Regions from separate parts of the Rattus norvegicus genome. Here region 1 is linked to region 2. A link is a contact called in public Hi-C data. All regions are on one chromosome and are shown on one strand. Each heading gives the region's core, a stretch centred on a gene start, on an enhancer-like site or on the middle of the called end of the contact. The rest is flanking DNA. Distances are from core to core; before and after follow the strand shown. Region 1 has its middle 120 kb from the start of Tnfaip3. Region 2 has its middle 70 kb from the start of Tnfaip3.

Region 1 (3,511 bases), core at 155-2,654, 190 kb after region 2:
GTATCAAGGACTACGGACTGGACTACTAATATAGACTTATGATTAATAGGTACAAGTTATATGGGAACAAAGGTTTACAATCCATAAAGTTTGTTCAAATTAGTTTTCTCATTTGAATTTCCTAATAGCTTAGGTAAAGGGAAAAAAATAGTTTCCCGGCTTAAAAATAAGAAGTTGAAGCTTAGAAAGTACTCAAAGGGAGAGAAGTAGAAGTTGTGGAATCTAAGTGCCCCAGCACTTAGGGCCACGTGCTTCCTGTCCCTTGACATAGGTCTCTGAACAGATGCACCCATGTGTTTTCAGAACTTTAAATCTTACTTTCGGTGACTGCACAGCTGTCCTTGTTACTAAGGACGCTGCCTCTTCTTCTGAGGACTTAGCTTCGACTCCCAGCACCCACACAGTAGAGGCTCACGGTTGTCTATAATGCTAGTTTCTGGAGCTCCAACGCCCTCTTCTGGCCTCCAGGGACACTAGAGTACACAGATGGCTCAAAGGCATATATGCAGACAGTATAAAAGTACACATGAAGTAAATAATCAATCAATCAATAACTTGATGGAAAATATTAATTTGAAATTTACTTTGCTAGGCATGTGGGTTTCGGTCATGCTTTAGCATACTCAGAAAATATTTCTGGGTAAAAATGGATAGTCTGGGAATTTATTGACACAGATTTGGGAACTTGACATTATTGCTACCAAGACAAATTTTCCTGCTGCATTTGTTTATTTTTATATGCTTCTGTGATCAATTCCCCAGACCGTTAGACTCATTATTTTCTGCCTCTGCCGGAACCCTTATGAAATTTCCCAATTGAGGAGTCCTATATTAGTCATCATCCTTTGCTCGAGTTTTGGAAATGTCTCACGCTAATCTCAATGGCACAAAAAGAAATTCCTGCAGGGAATGCCCACAGTCCCATGCAAACAAAACACGCAAGTGCTGAGACCCAATGACTAATCCCCACAAGGAGTGTTTAAGTGGGAATTGGTGGGCAGGATCCAGGGTTTCTTGTGAGCTTCCCGATCTTCTATTCTTCCCTCCTCTTCTAATTTCCTACAGTCATTTCCACAGGAGCTAGAAGACTCAACCTTAGAAAGCAGACGGCTTCCTAGGAACAGAAAAGCACACTACACTATACTTCAGGGTTAGTTACAATGGTCTGAGTCCTTGACCTGTCTCTTTTCTCTCACTCTGACAATTATGGAATACCCCTACTTACCTTTTTTTTTTTTCTCATACCCATTGACCTAGCACAGAAGAAATAAAAAATTCCTGGGGCCATAAAAGTCCCTCCTAAGTTAATTTCTTAGGGCTTAATTGGTGTCAGGCGTGTTTGCATTGCAGTGGTTAACATCCAAGGAAACTCCCGGAGTGGTCAGGAAGTGCTGTTTCAGTGACTCAAAAATAAGACTAATTCAGGTTATTCACACTTGTCATCTGCAGTGAGGCATACTTTATCTAGTAATGATCAAAGAAGATTATATTTCTCTGACACACAAGGTCTCTTTTTAACCCAGTTCCAGTTATTTGAGATATCCCTTTCTGGTTTTCTCAGTTGGAAAAGAAAAAGAAAGAAAGGAAAGGAAAGAAGAAAGGAAGAAAGGAAGGAGGGAAGGAAGGAGGGAGGGAGGGGAAGGAAGGGGGAGGGAAGGAAGGAAGGAAGGAAGGAAGGAAAAACACAACTTTGGTCCTGGCATGTCGTATTTACTAACTGAAAGGAAGAAAACTAAACTCTTATTTGTGGCAAACTCTGAAGATCAAAGACACATGTACACAGCATAGTTAACAAAGCTATATGGTGCTGGCTGTAAGTTGTAAAGTTACCACGGCTCATCATGTCCAGGGCATTCAGGGGCACTAGTCTCAGCGACGTAAACTATGTTAAATGCAATATTGCCTACATTTTGGGCCACACAGCAAATTGAAGAAAGACCAGAAGAAAATTTTCAGAAGACACAAAAGAACCCGAAGGTTCACATTCTGAGGAGCGAGCGGCAGCTGCCCTAAGTGCCCCTGAGAGTCCTTGACTGATAGCCACATTTTCACTGTGAAGTTACATGTAGTGCGTTCTACATAAATTCTTCAAGGGAGTCATGTAGGAATCCTGCAGCAGGCATTGGTGGGAGATTTTTGGAGGAAAAGATGTACCAATGGGCAGGAAATGAATATGCTGAGAAGAAAGGAAAACAGCTTCAAGCAAAGCTTTTTTTTTTTTTTAAACCTTTATGTCTCTGTGGTGAGCAAGATAATGAAGGGAAACCCCTGTCTGTACTCAGCCTTGTGCCTGACAGATGGAGTGATTGTGAGGTCACTTCCCTGCCAAAGTCCTTCTCCAAAAGTAGCTTCAGAAGTCAGGGCACATTTAGCAATCCAGAGAAGCGGCACACAGAGCATACTGCAGCAATCCCCTGCCTCATGGTGAGGAGGAGCAGAGAGGTACAAGGCACAAGAGTCCTCAAGAGGCAGACAAGCTGGTCCTGACCTCTGAAAGTCCCACAGATGCTCTCCATGTGTAGTGCAGGCAGTCTGTAAATGCCCAGTATGGGAGACTCTCTTTGTGGTTTTTCTCTATGTTAGGATGTGGAGAACATTCACAAAAGTTCATTGTTCGACTAAGTATCACTGAAACACACGTACATACATGCACACACACAGATTCAGATACATTCACATACCCACATAGACAACCATATGTATATACATCTACATGCATATGCATAAATTTGCATATACACATATGCACATATATACCCATGCACACATTCACACACACATATATGCACACATACATACACTCACACACATGCATAACACATATACATATTTATATGCACACACATATATTCACATATACACATTTGCATACACACAGACAGACACATATGAACATATACAGAAACACACATACTTACACACATACATAGATATGCACACACATGTGCAAGCACTTGCATGAGCATGCCTGCACACATATGGATGTGTGCACATAAACATGCATGCACATGTACACATACACACATACATACACAGAAGAGATGAATGGATACACAAAACAAATGCTGTAGATGTGTACGCTTGGCAGGTTTGATGCAGGTTCTAATCAACTGGTCACTTGCTCTGTTAACATTGTGACTCAATGACACTGTTATTGTCTTCTACAAAGTCAAAGCTGGGGGAGTGGGCAATCAAGTTCAAAAATGCAAAAGGAAGTCTCACAATGTATTAAGTAAGTTTGTGATTTTTGTGTTGGCAGCATTGATCACCGTCCTCAAACACACCGTGGGCTGCAGCCTGGATAATCTTGAAAAGTCTAACTTGTTATCTTATGGATTCCTGTAAACTTCGAGTGTTGGGAATAACTCACTTTCAAGTATTCACACTGTTGTACAAACGATACGTCAAAAACATAATCCCTGTAAACATTCAGGCATTAGTTACAACTGTAAATATGTCTAAATGATAAATTAAGCTTACAGATTGAGTAGATCAGGTTTTCTCAGGAACA
Region 2 (3,733 bases), core at 953-3,452:
GAGCCCTGGAGCATGGACTAAGGAAGATGAATACACGTGAGTAATGAGACACCTGATTCTGTTGTTCTTTTGAGATGTCTCACTCTGTAACCCAGGCTGGTTTGGAACTCACCCTGTAGCCCAGCTTGCCACAAACTCAGAGCAATTCCATATCCTGGATCTACCAAGTATCAAGATCATAGGCATCAACACTCACTACTTCTGGTGATGTTACTTATCTTTGAGGTAGAGTCATGGTGACTGACTGATGGGCTTGGGGAAGGGGGAATCAGAGAAATCGGTAGTCAGGAAAAGAACTCTAAGTTCAGCATCTGGGTAACTGGCATACCTTATAACCAGTAATTACAGTAGAAACGGGTTCTGAGAAAGAAATGGGATGTACGAAGAAAGGGGGCACTTAAATGGAGAGTTGAACCATGCAAGCATCCAGATGTGGGGTCTGACAGGAGGTAAAAATGTGGGCCTGTTTGCATACACAGGAATGTAGAACCTATGGCATGAAGGAGAGAAGATACTCAGAGAAAAGAGCCTTCTTCAAGTCTGAATCCTAAAAAATCCAAATTCTGGTAGAAGACCCAGAGGTTGTGTCAAGGGATGTGAGAAGAGAAATTTGTTCCAGGTCATCTAGTTAGTAAGGAGTTGAACCCAAATTCTGGATGCAGTGGTTGGAAGGATTCCTGTGGGGTCAGACACAGAAATAACCCTCTCTGTGACCACTGTGACCCCTCCACTCCACATTCAGGCAGACTGATAGATTCTCCCCCGGGTGGTCTATTGGCATCCCAGATGCTCTTAAAGCAGTCTAGAACTTACAAACATCTAGATACATTTTAAGGTGCTGTTTGCTAGATTGTAGCAACCATCACCACTGCAACATCCTTCAGTCCATTCTCTCTCTCACACACTCATTCAGGTGAGTTTGCCATCGAGTCATCAAGCCCAGAGGATAACCTGGGAAAGGATTCAGATGAAGCCCCTGCTCTTGTGGAGCTGATACTGGGAAGGGGGGTTCCCCATTCCATCTCATCATGTGCCTTCATGGCTTCTCCATGGTTCACACTCATTCCCAGACCCACGAATGTTCATTCTGCTCTCCTCACCCTGTTCCTCCCCTCTACTTATTCAAATCCTCCATTTCTGTAGAAGCCAGCACGTCTAAAAATAGCATGTCATGCTCTTGCTTGTGGGTACTGATCTGTCTGCCTTTGGTTCTTGCTCCCCTCTGCAGAGATGCACACCTGCCTACGGAGAGATCAAGAGCCTCCCAGCAGACCCCAATATGGCGGCTTTTGCAGAGATAACAGATTTCTCTATATGCACACACACCAGAGAAGTAAGCCTAACAAAGTAGGTACGTAGAAGGGGCTGGAACCTGAGCCTTAGTGGGTGAATATAGCGGGCACTGAAGGGTGCAGAGAAAAGAATGAGATCAGAGGAAATAGTAAGTGGTTGTGACAAACAGCTTCAGGACACTCGGAGAAGGCAAACTCCAGGAGACCCAGGAAAGAGTTTCTGGCTGTTCTGATTTATCCTGTCCAGCATACTACCTATCACTAGGATCGGAAATAGAGCTCTGCTCTGGGCTTGTCTTAGGAGCCCAGGCACAAGGTGAGACTCCTGTAAGAAAGGTCAGTTCATCTTCAGCAGCACGAACTATATTAGGAACACTTTTCTCGGTGCTAACCCAATTAGCATCAAAGCCTTCTCAACCGTGGGGATTAGCCTAATGCTCTTCTGTGAGTGGTAGGACACTGGTGAGTTTTCTTATCCTCCAGCAGGTGGAGCTAGAGCTTTGAAAGGTTCTAGATGCTTCTGTGGCTGTGCCCACAGGCTCTACCAAATGTGAGAGGTGAAGAAGGAATGAGGAATTAGGAATGAAAAGAGTTACTCGGTGTAGAATCTGTGGTTGTATAGTTCCTGGTCTCAGCGTCTGACCCCCAGGACGCAATCAACAGATGAAGATAAGTACGTGCATCATCAATTGGGATGGAGTTAAAGTAGTAATTCTCCCCTCCTCCTCCTTCATTTTGCTCTGATTTTCTTTTTTTTTTTCTTTTCTTTTTTTTTGTATGTTTATGCCTTTTGGACATTCATATCCAATCAAAATTTGGAAGAACTCTGTGAAGTTGGCCTTCAAGTTGGTGTTTAAAAGAACATGTTGGAAGAGGCTTATGCTAAAAATAACCCGGTGGAGGTTCCTGTCTGTTTTCCAGGCCTTCATACTGCGGCCCTGGGCACTGTTCCTTGAAGTTGTTCCCCCCACTGCATCAAAGCTGTCTGAGTTGTTTGCCAAAATTCCAGTTCCTAGCCAAACAATCAAGTTTGGTTCTTTTGCGAACTAAGCTTAGAAATCTCTCTCAGATAGGAAGGACAGTCAGCCATCACTTATCTGCACTCTCAAGTTTTCTACTGAAAACTGAAAAGTATAGGTTTATATCCTCACAGCATAAAACCTGACCCATTTACTATCAGAAGTGTGGTGCTCCACTTACATTACCTTGTGTAGAAATGCACACATCCTTTGTTATGCAGATAATAATGTGCTGGAGAAAAAGGATCTGCCTCCGACCCTCTTGAGGACAGCGTGCAATATATACTGAATGGTGCCTCTAAAATCCAAAGACTTTTTGAGTTCAAAGGTATGACCCAAATGTTTCAGATGACGGTCTTAAACTATGTTCTCAGGCCCTGTCCGAAGGTGTTCTTTTAAAGCAGGTATATTTCAGGTTCTGGGGTAGGGAGAGCCTAAATAAAGAGTCTTGAGCAAGAGAAACAAGTAAAGATGCCCGCCACTAAAACTGATAGCCCGAGTTCAGTCCCTGGAACCCACTTGATAGAAAGAGAAAACCGACTCCTGCAAGTTGTCCTCAAACCACACAGACAGGGTGCACATGTATAAGTGTGTGTGTGTGTGTGTGTGTGTGTGTGTGTGTGTGTGTGTGTGTGTGTGTGTGAAGTAGAAGAAAAGTCCTTAGGCTCTTTAATATTTTGTATTCTAGGGCTGAGGGTAGAGCTCAGTGAGACATGTTTGTCTGACACCAACCAATCCCAAAATTTGATCCCAGCATCCCATAAACTGAATGTGGTGAAACAGAGACAGGAGGCCTGAAGTTCAAGGTCGTCCTTGGCTATATAGCTAGGTCAGTTCCAGGGCAGCCTAGAGTTAAATAAGATTCTGTCCAATAAAGAGAGGGAGAGGGGGAGGGAGAGAGGGAGAGGGAGAGAGAGGGAGAGGGAGAAAGGGAGAGAGGGAGAGAAACAGAGCCAGAGCCACAGCCATAAAAATAAAGAAAAAACTTTTATGTTATAATGTATAACTACTAGAATTCAGAAGTCATGAATACAGAAGGTGTTATCGAATATTTTAGAACATCGTATAAGATATGGAGGACTAAAAGGAAACTGGAAAAGCTTTCACTACCAGCACAGAACTTAATTAGGTCAAAGGTCAGCAAGCTGCCTTTAGCACAATTCTCATGATCCCAAAGCCACATGACTATATGGCAATGCTATAATTAATGATTATATAAAGGGCCCTATTAAATTTTAAAGCAAGTTATTAAAACGACCAATTAAGACATTCATAAAACCCATGTTGGAACACAAGAAAAATGAGGTCTAAGTTCGCTTCCTCATGAACAATGGGCTGCAGGGTGTTCTCACACAGTGTGTATATTGAAGTGCCCAGCACCTTTGTTGGAACCTTATAGAGATACTCTGTAAACGTGTTAAA

What was found. A called contact is a pair of places that touch in the nucleus more often than the background predicts.
Region 1: a contact with region 2 is called in a Hi-C map of the A7r5 cell line, with 3 times the contacts expected there. The contact joins two enhancer-like sites. A contact is called at or near these places in 2 of 12 Hi-C or Micro-C datasets (the A7r5 cell line and Schwann cells).

What each region holds. Positions count from the first base shown.
Region 1 is chr1:15,660,552-15,664,062 of GRCr8, forward strand. No RefSeq gene overlaps it. Among named protein-coding and RNA genes, the nearest start is that of Tnfaip3, 120 kb to the left of the region's middle. Within about 2 kb of position 1,405, at least 10 of the 93 cell types and tissues checked have an H3K27ac peak or open chromatin away from gene starts, as enhancers often do. A contact at or near this core is called in the A7r5 cell line, where this site is marked.
Region 2 is chr1:15,471,664-15,475,396 of GRCr8, forward strand. No RefSeq gene overlaps it. Among named protein-coding and RNA genes, the nearest start is that of Tnfaip3, 70 kb to the right of the region's middle. Within about 2 kb of position 2,203, at least 5 of the 93 cell types and tissues checked have an H3K27ac peak or open chromatin away from gene starts, as enhancers often do. A contact at or near this core is called in the A7r5 cell line, where this site is marked.